Linked DNA regions of Mus musculus: region 2 is linked to region 1. A link is a contact called in public promoter capture Hi-C data. All regions are on one chromosome and are shown on one strand. The core of a region is the stretch at or near the end of the contact, and the rest is flanking DNA. Distances in the headings are between cores, read along the strand shown. Region 1 overlaps Pum2 (pumilio RNA-binding family member 2). Region 2 holds the start of Matn3 (matrilin 3).

Region 1 (5,428 bases), core at 193-2,692:
CAGAGAAACCCTGTCTCGAAAAAACAAAAACAAACAAACAAATAAACAAACAAAAAAAGAATTACTTTGTAAACTGCTGTATGATAGCAAACTTATGCCAGTGTGGAACATCTTAAATTAGAGGCTGTTAAGTTTGATGAACAGCTGGTGTTCGACACAAGTAAAACACTCATTACTACTAAACTTAGGTACTTATATACTTTGAATGTGTTATGAATGCATAGTTTCTCAGAGCAATACACTTAAAGTAAGATTCCTATATAAAACATATATAAGAAAAGATAGACTATGTTAGGATTAAAAACAGTGTAAAAAGAATATTAGAGGGGCTCACTAGTTAAGAGTACTGGCTGCTCTTCCAGAGGTTGAGTTCAATTCCCAGCAACCACATGGTGGCTCACAACCAACCATCTATAATGAGATCTGGACCCCTTTTCTGGCCTGCAGGTATACATGCAGGCAGAATACTGCATCATCATCATCATCATCAGTAGTAGTAGTAGTAGTAGTAGTAGTAGTAGTAGTATGTCAGAAACATGAACAATGTTGATGAGAAGAGAAACCAATGCTGAAATTTTAATTCAGTATTAGTGAATTTCTTGTGAAAATTAGGGTAGTGTGGTGCAGCGGGGTTGGTATTTTGTTTATATAAAATTGTGTGTGTTCTGTATACTTTTTAAGTTTTCAAAATTTACTACATTTACCTTTAAAGAGAAACAACTTGGAACAGTAGAGATGATCTTTGGGTAGCTGTTTATTGTATAGGGCTTTCATAAAGGCTCGCTGTTTGGCTGCTACTCCCTTTCTTGCTTGCTCTTCTGTTCTTTTAGCTAAAACTACCCAGTCTTACATTTATTCTCATTAAGGAAGCAAGTGCAAAAGATAAAAGGGTTTGCACAGAAAAAAACCTTTGAAAGTCACAGTTGTGAGTCAGCTTTTGTTTTAGTTTAGATTTCTTTCACTCACGGAAACTTAACCATCATGTCTGGTTAGTTTTTTGATAAGTGGAATTTTGAGCTTTGCCATATTTGGGGTTTTTTTTTTTTTGCCATATTTGTTATTTAATAGTTGTTTTTTATTCTTAATTTTTGTCTATGGCTTTAGACAAAAGTTTCAAGTAGTATAGTTGTAAATTTTGACAAATTTTCTTACCTGTGTCTTTGTCTTATCTGTATGATTGAGTTATATGATTATGCTATTCAAATTGAGGAGAGTGATAAAATTAAAAATACTGAAACTGTTACCTTAAGTAGTTACGAAATAGGAAAAGATATGAGAAATGGAACATTTGATGACTCAGAAAGCCTTACTTATTCTTCATATTTTGGGACTTTTTTCCCCTTCATACTTAACTATTTTATTTACCCTTGGATTTGCTCCGTTTACTCATAGTGCTCTTCTGTTTTCTTTACTTAGTCGCACTCCTGGAAGTCGCCAAGCCTCTCCAACTGAAGTAGTTGAGCGCCTTGGCCCTAGTACTAATCCCCCAGAAGGATTGGGCCCTCTTCCTAATCCGACAGCGAATAAACCACTTGTTGAAGAATTTTCAAACCCTGAAACTCAGAATCTGGATGCAATGGACCAAGTTGGTCTGGATTCCTTACAGTTTGACTATCCTGGTAATCAGGTACCCATGGATTCTTCAGGAGCTACTGTAGGCCTTTTTGACTACAATTCCCAACAGCAGGTAAAGAGACTTCTGTAACACTATTATTAGTGAAATCTGAAGTGGTATGACTCACTAGGAATGATAAGGGTTTTGACACTTAATGCTTTATTGATTAAAATGTCATTATGGTTAAGAAAGTTCTTCAAATAAGTGTTTAAAATATTCATAGCTTTTTAATGAGAATTGCGATGTTTTGGTATTAATCTTTGTATTAAATATTTTCCTGGATAGCTCTTTCAGAGGACTAGTGCACTAACAGTTCAGCAGTTAACTGCAGCTCAGCAGCAGCAGTATGCATTAGCAGCAGCTCAGCAGCCACATATAGGTAAGTCTTTTCAATTAAGTTACACCTTTTCATTATTAGAAGAAAAAGCTGGTATTAATGTATTTAAACTTTCCTTTTATTTCTTAATGTCTTGTTTACATTTTGTTACTTTCTGAAACACCTCTGAGGTTAGTAGTAACAGATTACACACTAAAGATTATGATTAATGGAGGGAATCATTTTGATTATTTGCATCATTGGTTAAATCTGTCTGTAATTTGGGCCAGCAAGATGCTCCAGTGCGTTTGTCACAAAGCCTGATGACCCAAATTTGATCTTAAAATCCAGGATCTATGGGGAAGGAGAGTGCCAGCTCCACAGGTTATCATCTGACCTCCACATGTGCTCTGTGGCGTGAAAACACACTCACACATACATTTGAAAATTTATACTTGATAAATGTTGTTAGTTTTTAAGATTTTTTTTCTCAGTTGATAATTGGTAATCAAAGATCTAGAAATAAAATGTTATTATTTATATAATCTATTTTCCAGTCAGAACGCTCATTTTTAGATTTAATCTAAAACAAGAATACTAAAAAATTTTCTGTAAAATTAACTTTTTTGATATCTAGTTCTAACTAATGTGAATTAACTCAGCCATATAATTATTACTGATAAAATTCAAGTTTGGTACATGTTTTGTTGTCTATATTTAGTTATTTTTGTCTTTCTTGTTTTTCCTACCACTTGCACATCTTTACTGTTTAATAATATAGATGATAATAATATGCTAATAACTGTTTTGTTTTTCTTCTCAGCCCTCTGATTCTGACTCTTAATAGTAGATGTGGAGTGAAATAAGTTTAAATGTAATATATTTGGGGGCTTTTTAAAAGGTAATAATAGATTATAAAATTAAGTACAGGGAGTTCCTCATACCCTTCTGTCTAGTTTCTTCTAATTCTCCTTATATAATTGTAGTATATGAAAACTAGCAAGATGTTATTAATACAGAGCATATATAGTTTTGTATCATTTATCACTATATATCTAACTACCTGATTTTGGATAAACGTAATTTATTTTTTAGTTGCAAGTGTTTTGTGGTAGGATTTCTTTGTTATCTTTTCCTTTCTTTCTTTTTTTTTTTTTTTTTTTTTTTTTTCTTGGTGCGGGGACTGGGGGGCTGGGAATTGAACTTTGGGGTCTCTGGATCTCTCTCGCTGAACTGTTTCCAGCCCTCAAGTGCTCTTTAAGGACTAATTTGTTTGTTTTCCCTCAAATGTCTATTGTTCTGTATTAGTGCTGTTAAGGCTTCCTAGGAATTTTACTTGGGGCTTTTACAAAGATAAATGAAAATATACATATACCCATTGTCTTAGTCAGGGTTTCTATTCCTGCACAAACAAGTTGGGGAGGAAAGGGTTTATTCAGCTTACAATTCCATACTGCTGTTTATCACCAAGGAAGTCAGGACTGAAACTCAAGCAGATCAGGAAGCAGGAGCTGATGCAGAGGCCATGGAGGGATGTTCTTTACTGTCTTGCCTCCCCTGGCTTGCTCAGCCTGCTTTCTTATAGAACCCAAGACTGCCAGCCCAGAGATGGTTCCACCCACAAGGGGCCTTTCCCCCTTGATCACTAATTGAGAAAATGCCTTACAGTTGGATCTCATGGAGGCATTTCCTCAACTGAAGCTCCTTTCTCTGTGATAACTCCAGCTGTGTCAAGTTGACACAAAACTAGCCAGTACACCCATTATAATTGCAGCATCTACCTGGCCTCCTTCCTTCCTTTCTTCCTGGGCATCCTTTATCCGTGTATTTATTAATTTAACCTTTGTACTGTTAAAATGTATGAATTGCACCTGCTCATGAAATTGCTCATGAAATACACAGGTTTTATTACTTGGACCTTTATGGTATGTTTTAATATTTCACAGCTGTTAGTCTTTGCAATTTTGAAAGTTTTTGGAGTTGTTTTTGTTTTTGTGGTGGGAGGTATGAACTTCAAAATCACCTACTTCTAGAAGATCAGATTTTGGGTTTTAAAAATATACTTTGGAAAAATTAACATGGCATAAATTATCCTTATTAATGAATGCATAGAATAGTTCAAATCTAGTGTTGATAAGTGCTTAAAATTTGTTGTGGGTTGTAGTTCAATTGTTAAAGTGCTTGTATAGTACACAAGAAACCCTGAGTTGATTCCCTCAATTGCTTTCCTTTTAAAGTGTATTTTTATTTATATGTATTCAGTTAGTGTGATGATGTGCTTGTGGGTGTTCTTGGAAACCATAAAAGAGTATCAGATTCCCTGTAGTTGGAGAAGCACACTTAGGAGCTGATGAGGTGCTAGGAAGAGAACTTGGTAAGAGCAGCAAACATACTTCACTGGTGAGCTAATCTATATAGCCTGATCTAGAATTGGGCGGGGTTCCTGCCTCTGTGTGTCTGTGTGTGTGAGAGAGTTCATTTATTAGTTGGTACTTGTATCTTACAGGACTTAAACAATCTTGACAATTTGCAAATTTTAGAAACCTGAATAAATTCAAAATATTTATATTTTATGATAGCATAAAATATAAGCTATCAACTGACTCCATTTTAATCTTAATTTCGCATTTGTAAATATTTATTTTTTTCACCGTTGGTACTTTTTAATCAAGTTTTGCAGTCATCCTTGGCTAGCTTACAGCATACTTAGAACAGCATGATAGAAATAGAGTATATATTATGAACAACTTTAAATTAGTAACCATGCTTAAAACATGAACTAAGTAAAAGTGATCCAAATTATTTGTTTTAACCCATTGTATCATTTCAGAATATTGGTAAGAACCTTACTAATGAGAACTTTTACATCCTTATTCTGAAATGAGATAAGTGTTCATCTGATCTTGTTAAGCTTGTCACATGTTTACTGGAATTTATGTGGCTAGTAACTACCATCTTGTTCAGTATTGGTGTAAAGAGTCTTCCAAAGGGGGTTGGCCAAACATTTTCTGTAGAAGGGTAAACACAGCAAATAATTTAAGCTTTTCTGTCCATGTGATCTTAGCCAGTAACTCCTCTGTAGTAGCATGAACATTGTCGTAAATGATACATAATAAAGATAATTATTTTCTGTAAAAGCTATTTTACAAGTTGATACAAGCATCAACTAATAAATGAACTCTCACACATATACAGACACACACAGAGGCAGGCATGCACCCCCACCCCCATTCTACAATAGTTAGCATTTTTGCTTGGTTTGTTTTCAAGACTGTTTGTTTTTGTAGTCTTAGCTGTCCTAGAGCCAGCTCTGTAGACCAGGCTGGCCTCAAACTTAGAGATCTCTGCCTCTCTTTGCCTCACCATGCATCACAACTGCCCATCTGCGTTAAATTTTGCTTTGCATTTTAATTATTTTTTCAAGACATCTAAAAATAATGGAATAACTTTTTGCTTTTTTATTTGTTTTTACAAAAATAGGTAGCAATATAAACTTG
Region 2 (5,443 bases), core at 2,770-5,269, 230 kb after region 1:
AGCTATTTTTGTAGGGTATAAAAGATGTTCCCGCACTGTTTTCTTGAACATATTGTTTTCAGAGAGAAATTTACTGACTTTTGTTCTACTCTGTATAGAACATTTTTTCCCCTTGAGCAATTCAAACATTTTGTAGCACCGATTTTCTATTGGTTTGTCTATGATGTTACTTAAGGTTGGCTTTGTGGTCTCAAATGTTTGCTGTGCCTAGAGTTCATTGAGGGCTTCAGATCTGTGGGTTTGTGGGTTTCATCATGTATGGAAATTCTTTACCCATTTTAAAAAAATGTTTGTTTTATTTATATGAGTACACTGTAGCTGTTTTCAGACACACCAGAAAAGGACATCAGATCCCATTACAGATGGTTGTGAGCCACCATGTGGTTGCTGGGAATTGAACTCAGGACCTCTGGAAGAGCAGTCAGTGCTCTTAACCACTGAACCATCTCTCCAGCCCCTAGCCATTATTTCTTTAAGTGTGTTTTCTGTTCTCCTTGATCCCTCCTTCAGACATCCCGTCTGGCTGGAAAAATAAAGATATGTTTCCCATGGAGTGATTTGAGATCATTCTTGAGAGTTGGATTAAGCAGATGTGGCTAGAATATTTGACGGTTTATTTAATACCAGATGGACCAGAGATGTCAAGGTTGGGTCATGCCTGTGCAGCCAGAGGTATAGTGGAACGAAGGGAGGAAGACCTGTTATGGGGGATGACGTGAAGTTCACTCTTAGATGTGTTGAGTAAAGCACTTCTGTGATCTTTAGGGAGAGAGTTCCAAAGGAGAGTTCCAAATGTAATGTACAGATTTGAGAACTAGTCCTAGAGGGGTGGTAGGTGAAGTCTCCCTGTAGATACAAGTTCTAATATACAGTACAGTATAAATCATGGCAGTAGGGAGTGGGCTGGAGAGATGGCTCCGAGTGCACACTTCTGCAGAGGACTAGAGTTCAGTTCTCAGCATCTGGGTGGAGGTTCACACTCATCTGGAACTTCAGGTTAGATGAATCTGTGCTCCGTTCTAGCTTCTGTGGCTACTAGACTCTCATGTGGTGCACAAACACACACACAAAATCACCCATATACATAAAATAAAAACAAACAGATCTTATCCATGCATGGTGGCACATGCCTTTCTTTTGTCTGAGCATTTGGGAGGCAGAGCCAGGTCCATCTTTGTGAGTTCAAAACCAACCTGATATACATAGCTAGTTCTGGGCTAGCTAGAGCCACATGGGCCCTATTGCAAAAAAAAAAAAAAAAAAAAAAAAAAAAAAAAAAAAAGTTCCAAAAATTAAAAATAACAAAAAAAGTCAATACAGAAACATTAAAATGAAATATTTAAAAAAAACTACCCATAATTTATTCCTTAGTCTTGGTTCAATAATTCTTTTTTTTTTTTTTTTTTAAACACAGTTGCTCACAGGCAACTATAAATCAGACCATTGTCTTGGTGTTATTTTACCCCAGTGGGAGCCTAGTGGTGGCTGAGGAACCAACACCTTGCTGAAAAAAGGTCAAGGAAGGCTACTGTGTGGTACTGATGTCCAACACAGAGAAGTCTGTTGTCTGTCCATGAGATGGAACAGAGCAAAGCCTTTCCTCTGAAAAAGCAGAGCCCGGCTGTTTCTTCTTCAAACGCTCTCTCACACATGATGACCACCCTGCCACAGTAAGTCAAAACAGCTCTATTCCAGGAACTGCTGTCTTCTGGCCTCTCAGTCTTATCTTTGACCGAGAGCCATCATGTGCCAAGGTCCAGTTTCTGGGAGTTGAGCAGTGAACAGTTCAAACATTGTCCTTGTGTTCCTGTTGCCTATACTCAAGAGCTCATCACATGCAGGGTCAGCAAGGCAGCTCATCTCTTCATCGACTGTTCCCCAGCCCCCTCGGAGACATCGTGCCGGCTTTGAACTTGATCTGTAGCAGAGGATGACATTGACACTTCCCATTTTCCTGCCTCCGTGTGTGCCTGGATTTATCAGCCTGCATGGTTTATATGGTGCTTGGGACCAATCCCAGGGCTTCACGCACACTAAGCAGACACTTTGCTGAGCTACTCCCCCAGCCACTTTCTCTTTTCCTGTGTGTGTGTGCGTTTATGTATGTAACTAAGGCATGGGTTTGTTGCATCATGGGTGTGGAGGTCAAAACTTCTAGTGTAGCTCTTGAGCACCAGCCTTGTTTGAGATGGGCTCTCTTTATTGTCTGTGGCTGTGTCCCACTGTAGAAGTGCTGAGGTTACAGGTGTGGATTACTGTACCCAGCTCGATGTGAATTCTGGGGTTCAGAACTCAGGTCCTTATACTTCACCCACCAGAGCCAGCTCTCCAGACCAACACTTCTTAGAAAGCCACTAATGCCATCGTGGCAGTGTTCCCTCGTGACTTCTTTCAGGCATGCTTATTTCCCAAGTAGTCTGGGACCTTGAGGCTTAAGTTCCCGACTTCTGAACGTGAAGAGTGCACATTCTAACTACAGCAGTGTGTTCATGTTACTGTGGGATCGGATTCCACAACTTCTCATTTTGCAGAATTGAAAGCTTACAGCCACCAATCAACTCCAACTGCCTTCCTTCCCAGTTTCCCAGGAGCCAGCTTTCCACTGTTTCAATGCAAACTGACTACTTTAGATACTCCTTACAAACGGTATCATTCTAAACATGTCTCCTGTGGCTGGCTTATTTCACCTTGCAACATGCCCTCGAACTTTATCTCGAAGGCTGCTTAGTATTCATACATGCAGTGTGATGGTTAGTTTTGTCAACTTGGCATAAGCTGGAGTCATCGGAGGAGAGAATATTGACTGAGAAAACGCCTCTGTAAGATCGAGCTGTAGGCAAGCTTGTAGGACACTTTCTTAATTAGTGAGCGATGTGAGAGGGACCAACCCATTGTGAGTGGAGCAACTCCTGAACTGGTGGTCCTGGGTTCTATAAGAGAGCAGCCTAAGCAAGCCAACAAGCAGCACTCCTCTGTGGTTTCTGCATCAGCGCGTGTCTTCAGGTTCCTGCCTTGAGTTTCTGTCCTGACTTTCTTTAATGCTGAACAGCAATGTGGAAATGCAAGCCAAATAAACCCTTTCCTCTCAACACTACTTTGGTCATGGTGTTTCATCGCAGCCATAGTAACCCTAAGACATGCAGATACTATCTTCTGTGTATCCACTCACCCAGAGGACACCAGGTTACCTCTACCTCTTAGCTGTTGTATAATTTGTAGGAGACATGACTGTCAGGTTACCACGCGCTGGATGGTAGAAAGGCAACAGTCGTGGCAGAAAAGACTGGATCGGCTCTGTTGAGACTCATTCATGCTCATTGCAGTGGTTGAAAATCCAGCTCAGCTCTCCTCCCCTGTTAGAAGCCCTTCCTACGCACACAGGCCACTTTTATAACCCATCACGTTCCCCTAACAGTATACTATCTGTGCATCTTCTCTCACACAGTGAGTTGAAGGTCTCCCGAGCAGTTTCCAGCCCTGTGCTGGTTATTCTTCCGGAGAGGAAGTGGGTGTTCTTCCAGCAAACCGGAGGCTCTTTGGGGAAGTATATGTTTGATTTACTATTCCTGGTAGTATAAGTTTAAATGTTTATGAATATTTAAAACGGGGCTAAAAGCATCCCATTCACGATGCTAGAATTTGTGAGGCCTATCCTTAAAAAAAAAAAAAAATCACAGCAAGTTTTCTTGGCCGGTGAAAGGTGCGTTGTGTGAGGCTCTTGTTCTGCAGTGGGTACAGAACTTGAAGTTTGTCAAACAGAATCTGGGGGCACAGATCTGGCCGGGATAGAGCAGGAGTCCCCCAATCCTAGCCTGGTTTTACAAGGAGGCAATCGGCCAGGAGGCACCCAGCCGAGCCCACCGGACTAGGCGGGCAGTGACCACTGTGCCGCTGGCCGCCTAGTCCCAGACATTCCGCTCCTGCCACTGGAATGCACAGACAGGGCTTCTTGTTGGCCTTTGGCGGTTCCCGGGCTCTCGTGGCAAGGCCTTCTAGTGGGCGGGGCGGGGCGGAGCCTCAGAAGCGGGACCTTTAAATTGGTTGCCAATGTGAGGCCCTATGGCTGAGACCTCTGACCCTGTGTACCCCAGTTACCTCGCGGCTCACAGACCCCGGCAGGTCGTCAAGCCCATCATGTTGCTCTCAGCCCCCTTACGCCACCTCCCGGGGCTTCTGCTGCTGCTCTGGCCGCTGTTGCTCCTGCCTTCCCTGGCTGCTCCTGGACGTTTGGCCCGCGCGAGCGTCCGCCGGCTGGGGACACGAGTCCCCGGAGGCAGCCCTGGGCATCTCTCTGCTCTGGCTACTTCCACCCGCGCGCCATATTCCGGGGGCCGCGGCGCAGGTACAGTGGGGTGGGTGGGTGGTAAACTTATTCTCCAGAGAGGGTGCCACAGCCATAGCTGGGAGGAGGGAAGAGGGGCCGGGACCCAGGAACGTAGCATGCTACATCTACGTGCCTTTATCCCAGCCTCAGGCAGGCAGGGTGCTGCATCCTTTCCCCCTGCAGTCCTGCTCAGAAACTGAGGGTCTGACAACGCAGGGGAGCGGGTAGGGCTAGAATGTAAGGTCATGCGCATATAGCATCTGGTATCCTGAATTTCCTTGTGATTTGGGAAGGGGGCAACGTGCACCTGTAGGAGCGCCAGCCAGGGAATGGGGGCTCCCAGCTCTATCTGGCCTTGGTCTTTTGGCTAGGGAGAGCAAACTTTTCCTGACACTCTGTTTGCTGTTACCTGGAAATCTTCGTCTATTTTGCATTCACTGTGTGCCTTTTTTCCTAAGAAGAAAGGATTTAGAGGAGACTCAGAATATGGAAAAAGGCACGACTTAGCGGAGGTGTAGGAAGTGAGAGTAGGATGGCAAACCAAGCTGCCATTTAGGTGTCCAGGGAGGATCTTGTTCTAGAACCCTACTCTGTTCTGCCCCAGCCCTGGGATTCTGCTCATACCGACTGGGCCCCACACTCCAAACTATACTCTGTCAGTCCCCAAAGAACCAGACAGGTCTGGTCTTTGACGAACAACTCCACTCCCCCCTACCCCCAGCCACTAACATTGCTCTGAGCAGAACAAATCTACAGAGCCCAGAGAAGCTGATAAACACCTGTCATGACCCCTCACAAGACATACAGGGACCTCAAGGATTAACATAGTGAAAAAAAAAAAAGCCAAAACCAAAATCAACATCAGATCCCCTGAGTGAAAATCAAAACCCCAAAAGTCAAGCAGGGGCTCCGTCCACTGTACAGCTTGCCAAAGTTTCTGCACCACTTACAGAAGATTGCCTCTTTCTTACCCAAAGATCCAGCTCTAGTCTGTCTGGTCTTCACTTGAAAGAGGCTATAGCAAACCATGTTTTAGGCGTTCAGGCTCATCTGGCCAGCCGTGGTGTTTGGCTGTTTTGCATGGTCTGTCTCCTCCTGTGATTTGCTGGATATGTGGAG

Evidence for each region. Promoter capture Hi-C pulls out the DNA fragments that hold promoters and counts their contacts.
Region 2: a contact with region 1 is called in a promoter capture Hi-C map of cranial neural crest. The contact joins the promoter of Matn3 here to the enhancer-like site in region 1. A contact is called at or near these places in 9 of 39 promoter capture datasets (the C10 cell line, cranial neural crest, embryonic stem cells and 4 more), 1 of 484 Hi-C or Micro-C datasets (pre-megakaryocyte-erythroid progenitors), 1 of 115 datasets of contacts at active chromatin or transcription factors (cardiomyocytes) and 4 of 9 other capture datasets (adipose tissue, embryonic stem cells, liver and 1 more).

The regions. Positions count from the first base shown.
Region 1 is chr12:8,711,944-8,717,371 of GRCm38.p6, forward strand. It overlaps Pum2 (pumilio RNA-binding family member 2), which reads left to right. Exons shown (of 21, transcript NM_001160220.1): 6 at 1,417-1,687; 7 at 1,901-1,994. Among named protein-coding and RNA genes, the nearest start is that of Pum2, 40 kb to the left of the region's middle. Within about 2 kb of position 1,443, at least 6 of the 459 cell types and tissues checked have an H3K27ac peak or open chromatin away from gene starts, as enhancers often do.
Region 2 is chr12:8,943,910-8,949,352 of GRCm38.p6, forward strand. It overlaps Matn3 (matrilin 3), which reads left to right and starts at 4,020. Exons shown (of 8, transcript NM_010770.4): 1 at 4,020-4,342. The coding sequence starts at 4,135.